Regions from separate parts of the Mus musculus genome. Here all the other regions are linked to region 3. The links are chromatin contacts, called in public HiCAR-type, HiChIP or PLAC-seq and promoter capture Hi-C maps. All regions are on one chromosome and are shown on one strand. The core of a region is the stretch at or near the end of the contact, and the rest is flanking DNA. Distances in the headings are between cores, read along the strand shown.

What was found. Promoter capture Hi-C pulls out the DNA fragments that hold promoters and counts their contacts. HiCAR-type assays count read pairs that join an accessible place to other places. HiChIP or PLAC-seq counts read pairs in DNA pulled down with a chosen protein or histone mark.
Region 1: a contact with region 3 is called in an H3K4me3 HiChIP or PLAC-seq map of embryonic stem cells, with 14 read pairs. The contact joins the promoter of Slc35g2 here to the enhancer-like site in region 3. A contact is called at or near these places in 5 of 39 promoter capture datasets (the C10 cell line, cranial neural crest, hematopoietic stem and progenitor cells and 2 more), 1 of 484 Hi-C or Micro-C datasets (bone marrow-derived macrophages), 4 of 115 datasets of contacts at active chromatin or transcription factors (embryonic basal ganglia and embryonic stem cells) and 3 of 9 other capture datasets (liver, macrophages and pancreatic islet).
Region 2: a HiCAR-type map of embryonic stem cells shows a contact between it and region 3, with 3 times the contacts expected there. The contact joins the promoter of Stag1 here to the enhancer-like site in region 3. A contact is called at or near these places in 2 of 15 datasets of contacts at CTCF or cohesin (the NIH/3T3 cell line and large pre-B cells), 1 of 484 Hi-C or Micro-C datasets (cerebral cortex), 14 of 115 datasets of contacts at active chromatin or transcription factors (the 230-238 cell line, acute myeloid leukemia, bone marrow-derived macrophages and 8 more) and 4 of 9 other capture datasets (adipose tissue, embryonic stem cells, liver and 1 more).
Region 4: a promoter capture Hi-C map of embryonic stem cells shows a contact between it and region 3, with 5 times the contacts expected there. The contact joins the promoter of Il20rb here to the enhancer-like site in region 3. A contact is called at or near these places in 14 of 39 promoter capture datasets (the 3T3-L1 cell line, the C10 cell line, cranial neural crest and 7 more), 3 of 115 datasets of contacts at active chromatin or transcription factors (embryonic stem cells and large pre-B cells) and 3 of 9 other capture datasets (adipose tissue, embryonic stem cells and liver).

What each region holds. Positions count from the first base shown.
Region 1 is chr9:100,569,731-100,572,430 of GRCm38.p6, reverse strand. It overlaps Slc35g2 (solute carrier family 35, member G2), which reads left to right and starts at 1,346. Exons shown (of 2, transcript NM_001101483.1): 1 at 1,346-1,483.
Region 2 is chr9:100,642,191-100,644,890 of GRCm38.p6, reverse strand. It overlaps Stag1 (stromal antigen 1), which reads right to left and starts at 1,443. Exons shown (of 34, transcript NM_009282.4): 1 at 1,095-1,443.
Region 3 is chr9:100,962,322-100,965,078 of GRCm38.p6, reverse strand. No RefSeq gene overlaps it. Among named protein-coding and RNA genes, the nearest start is that of Pccb, 71 kb to the left of the region's middle. Within about 2 kb of position 1,283, at least 16 of the 459 cell types and tissues checked have an H3K27ac peak or open chromatin away from gene starts, as enhancers often do. A contact at or near this core is called in embryonic basal ganglia and embryonic stem cells, where this site is marked.
Region 4 is chr9:100,485,093-100,487,792 of GRCm38.p6, reverse strand. Il20rb (interleukin 20 receptor beta) reads left to right here and starts at 1,320. Exons shown (of 7, transcript NM_001033543.3): 1 at 1,320-1,537. The coding sequence starts at 1,465.

The DNA.
Region 1 (2,700 bases), core at 97-2,596, 390 kb after region 3:
CTACCCCATGGGGGCTTCCTCCTCTCTCCTTTTGGTCTTTGCCTCAGACCCCAAGCCAGGGAACCGAAGCCCTGCCAACCTCTCTTCTGCCCAGCTACAGGCTATAGGCATCTTTATTCAACCAATAGTTTCAAATTAAGGAACAAGGTTTGCACAACAAAAGCTGGTATGGTATGTGTGTGCATATGTATGTATGTATGTGTGTGTATTTGTATGTAAATGTGTGTATGTGTGTGTTTGTATTTGTATGCATATGTGTGTATATGTGTACATATGTGTGTATGTGTTTCCCGTGTGTCTCATATACTCACACCATCCATAAGCTAGAAGACAGTTGACTTCATCCATTAAGGTGTGTGTTTGTGTATGTGCTTGTGAGTATGTGTGTATATGTGTGTTTGTGTGTGTGCGTGTGAGTATGTGTATATGTGTGTGTATGTTTGTGTTTGTATATGTATGTGATATGTAAAAGAACCCTCTGGGAGCCATCCAGGATTGAAGGAGGAGGACAGCTAGTGGTCAGGTGTGCAAACACAAAACTCTACCAGAGGATTTGGGTTCTGACTTTGAGATGAAGACGTGGATAACAGTAACTCTGTTTCCCATGTGTCTCTCACTTGCCCACACTATCCAAAAGCTAGAAGACACTTGGCTTCATCCATCAAGGTGAGTCCTGAGTCAGAGCAGGACAGAAAGGGATCTAAACAGACTATGAAAAATCTGGCAGAAGACACTTGTCTTTCCATAGTTAGCACCATAATTCAGGCCTGATTGTTTCTTACCTAATCTACAGTCATGGTCTTCCAGCCTGTCTCCTGGACTCTCATTGCCTTGGTGACTTGGTTTGTTTTTAAGAGTGTGTTCATTTAGCTTTGGGGATTGGGGTATACAAACATTTGCATTGTCAAGACTTCTCCCATCTTGCAAAACCTGGGTAAAACGGTCAGGACTCAGGGATATCCCAAGATTATTCTGTCCCAAGGTTTATCGATACTGTCACCACTTCAAATATCAAGAAATAATTTTTAGTTCTTACAACCAGATAGAAATGAATGGAGAATGCTTCCTCATCTCTTCCCAGAGGACCTAGTCACCCTGGCTGGCAGTCGATTGCTTCTAAGAGCCCCCCCCACCCCCCCCAACCCCGCCTGCCCCCACTCTCCGCCCCAGGGCGTTGGCAGCTTCCATTGCCTGGGACGCTCACGCCTCTCGGGGAGGGCCAGTCCCCAGGTCTAAGCAAACATCCTGGTGGTCTCCTGCCGTCTTCCACTCCCGCAGCGCCTGCGGTGGGGGGTTGGGGCAGCGGAGAGCGCAGGCGCAGTGCCCGCGTCTGGCGCCCCTCTCCTTGCTGGCCGCCCCTGGCAGTCCAGGCTGCAGTGGTCCCCGCCGAGCGCGCGGCGGCCTCAGCTGGCTAGGGAGGCCAGACCAGGAGCGCGGGAGTCCGCTAGTGCCCCCGGCGCACCGGCCTAGCCGCGACTTCCAGGTAACTGAGCCGGTGGCGGGTGGGCAGCAGCGGGCGGTGCGGGACTCAGCCGTCTGGCCCCGTCGGGAAGAGGGAGCGCACCGAGCCCCACGTCGGTGGCAAGTGACCCGTAGGGCGCCTCGTTTGGGGTAAGGTAGGCTCCCGTCAAGCGCCCCGCCTACTTGATAGACCTCGGTGGAGCGCGCGTCTCTGCAGGACGCCAGAAAAGCCATCCAGTGCCCACTTCTCCCCGTTGCTGTCCTGGAGAACAGGAACAGCGGGGTGATAGTCAGCACCATCCTCGGGCCTGACACAGTTGCTTGTGTGGGCCCAACCCCAGTCGCATGATGAAGGTCAGGGCTTGTCCCTTCTTTGGCCCCGGAGCCCACACAAGCTCGGCGAGTGCTTGTGGCGTCATAGGAGTGATTGCGAATGCAACTTTCGAAAAATTACTGGGTGGTTTTAGGAGTCTGACAAAGATTTTGGATTTGCCATCACTTTCCTGTCTTGTGTCTTTTGAGTCTTGAACTCCAGATTAGATGGGTTGAGATTTTCCTGTTTCTTGACTCGATAGGGAGGAAGGACCAGAGTGTGGAGGTGGAGGCTCTGGCAAGTCAGTTTCATCTCATCTATCCACGTAGAACAAAATGCGGATTTTCTTGACGGAATTGGTTCTAGGTTTAGAATTTTACGCAGTGTGTGACCGTTTAGCTCATGGGGGAAGACGGGTCGCGGGAACTGGCAGGAAGAACACTCACTCTTCCTGGGGCAGCTGGGGGCGCTGCGCAGATCCACGTCACTACCCAGGCTGTCACCAGGCTCTGGTAGGAGCAGGAGCAACTTCCCGTCCCGAGGATTGAGGAGCTCCTAGACAGTCTCACACCAGGCCGGGAGGGTGAGGGGGCAGGCGCGGAGTGGGCCAAGTCTGCGGGCTCTTTTCGGGAAATGGCTTTGAGCAGAGTTGACTGTGTCCGTGGTGCTGAAGCTCCTCGTGCCCAGGTCTACGACTTCCTGGGCCTATGCCAGCCATATTTTCCTATTTTGCACCTTTGCCAAAAAATAACTCATGGCCAAAGCAAGCGGCCAGGCCGGAGCCGGCTAGACACTGAAACTCTTCACAGATGGGTTGAGCGTGGTCTCCTGAGGGAAACACTGCAGGGAAATGTGGTTCAACTTGGAAGAAGAGATAAAACCCAGCTTGCTTGATTTCCTAAAAGTACACACTGTGAGCAAGCACA
Region 2 (2,700 bases), core at 194-2,693, 320 kb after region 3:
GTAAAATATAGCTGTCTCTAAGCACAACCAGAAGAGAATAAACATGCCCCTCATGTTAACACCAACTTCAACAGCAAATAACTCGCTACCACAAACTGCACTATTTGGGGTCTATAGGGCTCCAAAACCACCCCAGAGCTTAACACTCCCAGGACACGACTGTCTGCAATGTGGAAAGAATCAGTAACAATCCTAACGTAGACAGAAGCGGGTGACGTGACAATCCGAAAACCAGAAAATGTTGTGGTCCCTACTACACACAAACAGCACTCGGTTCGGACCCCTCCAAGTCCAGCTCCCAGCACTCGGGTTTCCCAGCTCTTCATCCCGCCCCCCACCTTCAGGGAAGAGGAAAAACAACTTTTATTGGCCTCATCTCCCGGGGGATTGGGAAACTAGCGGGGCAGTGCTCCGGCCTGGACACGTTTCACCCGGAGCTCGGACGGCGGATAGCGGGAAAGCCAGGACTGCGACGTCCCGTCGGCCCAGGTCCTCAGCCCTACCCCACCCCAGCAAAGCAGGGGCCTGGGACAGCAGTCTGGGCTGAGCGACCCCCAGGACCCTCGACAGAAGCGAGCTCCTTGTCATGTGACGCCGCCGCCGCCAAAGCACCGCAGAAACGCAGGGCGGCGGAAGGCGTTCGCGCCAGCCCGCCTAGGCTGGCCCGGGCGCGGGCGAGTCCCGAGAGCCCGGGCGGGGGGGCGGAGGGCGGGCTTGGCGGCGGGCCCGAGCGCGCCACAAAGGCTTCCGCGCTACCGCCGCGGAGCCCGGGCGGGCGGGGGCACCGTTTTCGCGGCCCGCGGGGAGGGGTGGAGGGAAGCGGAGCGCCCGCCGCGCCCACAGCGGGTCCCGGACGCTCGGCCGCCCGCCTGCAGCCGCCGCGCCGCGCCGCGCACAGGCCCGCGCGGCCTCCCTCCCCCGCGCGGGGCCCGCGCCGGCCCGCCCGCCCGCCCGCCGCTCGCCGCTCGCGCTCCCAAGCTCTCGCCCGGCCTCCATCTTGGATCGGCGCTTCCAGCCCCCGCGCCGCTGCCGCCGCCGCCGCCGCATTTCCCCCTTTCCCGCCCCCCGCCGCCGCCGCCGCCGCCCGCGCTCACCTCAGCTGCCCATCCGGGCGCTGTCGGCCGTCGACCTAGTTTCCCCCCAAAAGTCTCCGGTGTGTTATTCCCGAGGTGGGGGGGTGGTTACGGGGTGGTCGCCGGGGGTTCGGGAGCGGGGGCCGCGCCTTCAACGGAGCTGCAATCCTAACCCGCCATCTGGTGGCATTTTCCACACGCCAATGGCGCCGCTGCAGACTCGGGTCCCGACCGCCCTCTGCTGGCCGCGCTGCTCACTGCTCCGCTGACAGGACGGGCCTGCCCGGAAAGGGGAGGGAGCTGAGGCGCGAGCAGGGGCCCTCGGACGGGGCCGCGCGCCATCGCTCGCCTCCGGGGGGCGCGCACGCGCAGCAGCGGCGCGGGAAACGTGGCCTTTTGCGTGGCTGCACCGCCCCCCTCTGCGAGGCTCCTGCTCCGCTCGGCCAATGGCGAGCCGCGGAGACGTCTGGACGAGGGCGCTGTGGACAGCTCCTGGGCCGCCCCAGGCGAGCGGAAGGACGGACTCCGCGGCGCCTGCGCGACCCGCTCGCTGGGTTGCCGCCCGCCATTTTTAGAGCTTCTCCAAGAGCCTGGAAGAAGTCCGCCCCCGGCTCTTCCGCCGAGGCCCCTCCCCGGCGGGGGCCGCGCTCCGCTCCCGCCCTGAGGCTGCCAGCCGCCCACACCCGCCCGTTATCGGGGTGAGCCGTGCCAACGCGCCCCCGAGCCCTGCTCCCTCCCCGGTTAGCGGGAGTCTCCAAGCTAGAATTGAACGCGCGGTTTATTATTATTGATGAGGCGCTTTTTCAGAACGAGGTTGAAAAGGTTTCGAGCACTGGGACGAACCCCCTGCCTGCCGCGGAGCTAAAAGGAAACAGTGACCGCTCCAGGCCGATTGGCGTCGTCCTGCCTCTGTAAAGCAGGTTCTCGCCGAGGTGCAAGCTTTGCATAAGGCGGCAGCATTGGCTAGTTAGTGAGAAAGGAGAAGCTACACGGTGAAGATAGACTCTGCGAGCAATCAGATTCTCCCACAGCCTAGGACTGCTTTCTGTGGTTCTCAAATGGACGTGCGAATAATGGAGCCTAGCCGAAAGGGAAATAGCCAGGCGTAGATCTTGACCCCTTCCTTCCCTGCTGCTCTCTACCTAAGCTGTCCTTGACCAAGGCTCTCCTAACCTTCCGCCTGCTTATTAACTCCGCACTACAAAAGTGAATTCTTGGTCTTGTAGGTCATCAGCCTCATTGCTGACTCAATTTTTTTTTATTGGCAGAGGCAGCTGCATTTTCAATATCTCCTTAGAAACGTTAAACTTGTTTATAGTCTTGAGGGCTGGCTAGCTAGCTAGTACCTCAATTGTCTCTGGAATGTATCCCAAAGGTTGCAAAGTGCGTTCCACATCACTGGAGGAACTTTGGTATGAATTCGTGACAGTCCTTTCAGCAAAGTATCTCGTTTACTAGCCTCTGATTGACTTCCTATTGTGTTCTCTGCAGAGCCTGTTTTTAGCTTGCCTTGTTAAAAGACGGTGCGGGCTCCAAGCCATAGTCATATGTAATTTAATCTATCGAATGTGTGGGACTCTGATAAAGAGCTGATATTCTATCAACATGTTTGTAGTCGTGATCTCAA
Region 3 (2,757 bases), core at 34-2,533:
GGCAAGGGGAGGAGGGAGGAGATAGGGAGTTTGTGGAAGGGAGATAACATTTGAAATGTAAATAAGTAAAATAACCAAATAAAAAAAGGGAAAAAAAGTAGATGGTAGAAAATTTATGCCTACAGGCCATCCAAACTGTTTTAGAAATACCAAGAGCAGAGTGAACTCAGCATTTTTCGTATGCCTAGATGTAGGGGATCTTCTCATAAAGGGAAATGGGTACAAGAACTCACATTGAAAGGTTATATTATAAATACATGCTCTGTGTTGTTTACAAAGCCTTCGGGGAAGTATTTATGGGAATGTTAAAAGTTATATAATCACATCATTGACTTGACGTCTAGACAGACACAGAACCAAGTTGTTTCTAGTTAAGAACTGGGCAGAGACAGGCCGTCGTACTCTGTGTGGAACACAGGCTTCCCTCCTAACTGTACAGGACTTTACACTCTGCTTTCCACGAGCCCACAGCGGATACAGCTCACCTTAATCTCCCACTTTACTGTAGAAGCCCGTGGCAGGATGAAAAGAGCTCCTGTTCTCATCCCCTCAACAATGGAACTGAGAGCGCTGAGGATTGGAGGAACTGTCTCCTCAGAAATACACTTCAGGGATTGGTCTAGCCAAGCTCAGGAAAGAGGCAGATAAAGCTTTAGAACAGCACAGAGCCTTGTGGATTCCCTTTCTGAAGTCGTCCTGGAGGACAGAAGAAGCCTAAATCTGTGAAGAGCAGAGAAGGAAGGGCTGCGTTCTTAAAGGAGCAATGATGTGCAGTGCCAATAGATAGGTGGTCAGAGATGTGGTTAAACTGCTAAAAGACTGAAATCGGGAGACTTGGCTGACGCTTTTAGCAAGGCCTTTCCTCCAGATTATTTTGAGTCTATTTCCACCTTGCATTTTTTTTTAAGCTTTTTTTTTTTAAACTTTTTTTTTTTTTTGGGTCCACCTTGCATTTTTAAACAGCCCAGACCTGTTCATTATTTCACAGAAGTTACAAAATTACAAATGATATTGACTTCTGAACCCACCTACCGGTAACTAACACAGCAGGAGAACCCTTGGATGTCTGGCTCCCGATGCATCAGAATTCTAGTGCTCATATGAAATTCTAATGCAGAATTCTAATGAGGCTTATATGAAATCAATTGGCTCCAAAAGGAAAGCATTAAGGGCTATAGCAGCTTATGTGATTAACAAGCCTACTTAGGAAAGTTTACATATGAATAAGAAGACAATAAGCACTGGCTCTGACCTGAGACAGCAAAGCTGAACCAACCCCTGGTTTTGTAAACCTGGTTTTGTAAACTTGCTTGTGCCTTCAGAAAAGGGTGACATCTGCTCCTCCTCACACAGCAAGTTCCGCATGCTAAAGATAAAACTCTCTTAACTAGAACCTGCAAATTTCAGCCTCTATTAAACTTGCTTAGCTGGGGTTGGGGGAGGCTCTCTGGGGCAAGGGATAAAGACCATCCTAAAATGGTCACAAGATTATGAGAATGCCTAACCCTTTATAAGCCATGAAACACTTGAACAAGGCTGGGCCTCTCTTAGCAATAGCTAGAGGCTACAGCTGTGCATTAATTAAAGATTTCCCCTTTATCTCCAAGTGGGGACTGTGCTGCCTAGTTTTATGTTAATTTGACACAAGCTAAAGACATTTGCGAAGAGGGAATCTCAATTAAAGAAATGCTTCCATGTGTAGTCAAGCCTTCATTTTCTTAATTGATGATTCAAAGTGGAGGGCCCAGCCCATGATGGGTGGAGCCATGTCTGGGCTGGTGGTTTGGGTTCTAAGAAACCAGGCTGAGCAAGCCAGTAAGCAGCACCCTTAAGCTCGGTATCAGCTCCTGCCACAAGGTTCTTGCCCTGCTGGAGTTCCTGCTCTAACTTCCTTCAATGAACAGTGATGTGGAAGAAGAGTAAGCCAAATAATCCTCTCCCCCCCCTCCCCCCCAAGTTGCACGGTGCTGCATCACAGCAGTAGTAACCCTAAGGCAGAAGGTTGAGGCCCCAGCCTCCACACAATGTAGGTTCTGGAGATCAAGTTCAGGTTGTCAAGTCCGGCAGCAGACATCTTAACCCACTGTGTGATCGTGTTGGCTCTTATTATAAGGCTTGATTTAAATTTTGGTAGATCATGTTTCTAGGAATTTATCCATTTTAGCTTTTCAGAATGTAGGTTTTCCACTATTTTTAAATTTCTTAAAGACAGGATTTTTTTTTTTTTTTCATAGCCCTGGTTATCCTAGAACTCTCTGTAGTTCAGGCTGGCCTCAAACTCAAAAATTCTGCCTGCCTCTGTTTCCTGAGTGCTGGAATTAAAGGTGTGTGCCACCACTGCCCAGCATAAGTGTAGGTTTTCAGAATCTTCCCTAATGATCATCTGGATTTTATTAGTATCTGTTGTAATGTTTTCTATTTCATGTAGTTTTGCTGATTTGAGTCTTGTTTTGGTTAGTATGCCTAAGGGCTGGTCAATTTTATACCTGTAAAACAAATTCATTTAAAAATTTTTCCTGTTCCACTTTTTGTCTCCACTGTTTCTGCCATGATTTTGTCCCACATTTTTTATTATTTTCTTCATTTACATTTCAAATGCTATCTGAAAAGTCCCCTATTACTCCCTCCCCCTCTACCCCCGCCGTGCTCCCCTACCCACTCACTCCCACTTCTTGGCCCTAGCTTTCCCCTGTACTGGGGCATATAAAGTTTGCTAGACCAAGGGGCCTCTCTCCCAATGATGGCCGACTAGGCCAT
Region 4 (2,700 bases), core at 71-2,570, 480 kb after region 3:
GTATTTCTACTCCAGTATCCCCAGTGATCCCTTCACTGTATTCAATATTACCCCATGGTTATTTATGCCATGGTTATCTTTATCAGTTGGGAAAGGATAAGAACTGTGAATTCTCAGATTTTTGCACATAGTAAACTCCTAGTGAATGTTTGTTGAATGAATCAGTGGCTGTCCCAAAATTATCTTGCAAGTAAGTTACAAAACTGGAACCAAAAAACATTCTATTAAAAAAAAGAATCAATGTTTATTCTCAAACTGGTGTTCGTTTTACTGTTATAATTTGCACATTGGGGTTTCTAAAGTCCTCAAGGAATTGAAATTTAAGGGGCCAATTTCTATTGCAGGATTTCCCTTCAAAGTTTTAAAATTACTTTTAATTTTCCGTAGTACATTCTTAGGATTCAATACTTTTTTGCTTTTTGTTTTGTTTTTTTGAGACAGGGTTTCTCTGTGTAGCCCTGGCTGTCCTGGAACTCATTCTGTAAACCAGGCTGGCCTTGAACTCAGAAATCCGCCTGCCTCTGCTTCCCAACTGCTGGGATTAAAGGCGTGTACCACCACTGCCTGGCTCAGGATTCAATATTTTAAAAAAATATTTGGTAAAGAATCTTGTTCACATTTTTAATGTCCATTTGCGGTTTCTTCTAGTCAAGATGTCAAGTTTATTATGCCCTAGATTTTCTTTTTGCAGATTTGTAAATATAAAACTATTATTCTTTATGTTTTGACTTTTTTATTTTTGGTTTTTCGAGGCAGGCTTTCTCTGTGTAGCCCTAGCTGTCCTGGAACTCACTTTGCCTCTGCCTCACAACTGCTGGGATTAAAGGCGTGTGCCACCACTGCCCGGCTTATGTTTGACTTTGAAAATGGTATTTCTAATGGACGCAACAGGGCTGAGATGTAGCTCAGTGGCAGTGCTTGCGTAGCTTGCACAAAATCCTGTATTCAGCCCCTAGCACTGTAGAACACAGTAGTAATGGTCATCATTTACCTTCCCCGCTTCTCCAGAAGTGTGTATACGCAAACAGCCAATTAGCGCCCAGCTTGAATGAACAGGCAGAGAGCGGCTTGGCAGTGGAAGCTACTTGATGAGTAGGGAAAATAATCCTGGCTGCTCACTGGTAAGACCCAGGGCCTTCACAACAGCCTGGATGCCCAGATGTCTCCCTCAGGCAGATGTCTCAAGTTCCCCAGTTATCTGGAACTCTTACAGGCCACTCCCCTTGATGCAATATCTGGGTTTGGGCAAAAAGGAGGGTGCTGCAAAGCCCGCCCATTTTGAGCATTTGGGCCAGCTCCCCTTTCAGAACTGTTCAAGCTTCATTGCAACTCTGACCTCAGCACCAGCATCTGCTTCCTGAAGGGAGATGGCTAGGATGGACACACAGCCTCCTTCTGGAAGAAAACAGTGTCTCCGGGCAAGCTGAGTTTGCTAGAGACCCTCACACCAAACAGACCAGCACAATGATTTCCCAGGGAGTCTGGACAAGTCCGTTCATGTGGTTTTTCTACAGCATGACCTCAGGTTTTCTCACGGGTAAGAATGAATTTAAATACAACTGATAGTTTGGGCCTTGAATATAGGTTAAGGTGACAAATACTTTCCTGGGTTTGGGGTTGAATTAAAATGTCAATTTTTAAAAAACCTTTTAATCTCCATTTTCGCATCTCAAATGCCTGCATTCTATTTGGAAAATTTCCTCCTAATATCCACAGAACAATCTAGAAAGATGCCATTAATATAGTCTGCAGAGTTCTATGCATTTTGCAATTTCATCTGGTATTTGAAAGGTTAAGGTATAGTTATTGCAGTTATTTTCCATGTGGCACTTAAAATGATTAAAAATTCTGACAAATACAAAAAGACATTTATAAGCTTCATATTGGGCATGAGATTTATAAAAATTAGATTTTTCTTTGGTCATTATAGAAAAAGGTACTTCATACCATTTAAAAATAGATTTGGTTTGGGGCATTTTCTCTCCCAGTAAGATTGCATAATTTTCTGTTCCACTCCTGGTTTCTTGTAATTACCTTCTTTATTGTCCCCAAAGTGCAGCTCCTCCCTTACCTGTTAGTGTTTCTTTAAGTGACACTGCATTTAAGAGAAATTTCTCCAATATACTGGTCACTTTGTGGTGTTGGTGGGAGCCTTGTGTACTAAAGAAACGTTTCCAAGTTTAGCTGACATAGAAATGGATGGCATTTCCAGGCCCCAAACCTTCAGCATTCCGAAGGTTCAGCAAATGCTGCCCACTTGTCTATATATGCGGGGCTCGTCCTGCATTTATTTGAGCTTATGTCTCACTCCTTTCAGAAAACTAATATAGATTGCAGGCCACTTGCTGTCTCCACAGTATATGCATTCTATTACTGCTTGCTTGCCTTGGCCTTCGTTGTTATAATTTTCCCACGGGGGCTGTTGAAATGGTTCGGTTGGTAACTGTACTTTGTTGCCAAGCCTGACAACTGAGTTCAATCCTCAGAACTCAAACGGTGGAAGGAGAGGGCCAGCTTCCTCAAGTTGTCCTCTGACCTCCACAAACTTGTCATGGCAAATAAGCCAGTCTGCCAACCCATGTGTCCTCCTGCTACACCCACCCCACCACGTATCAGTGTCTGTGTCTGTACATGTTTGTGACTTCCTAGTTTAGCCACTGGTCGTATAACATCATTTTCCCATTTGTGAAGTGTTTATAA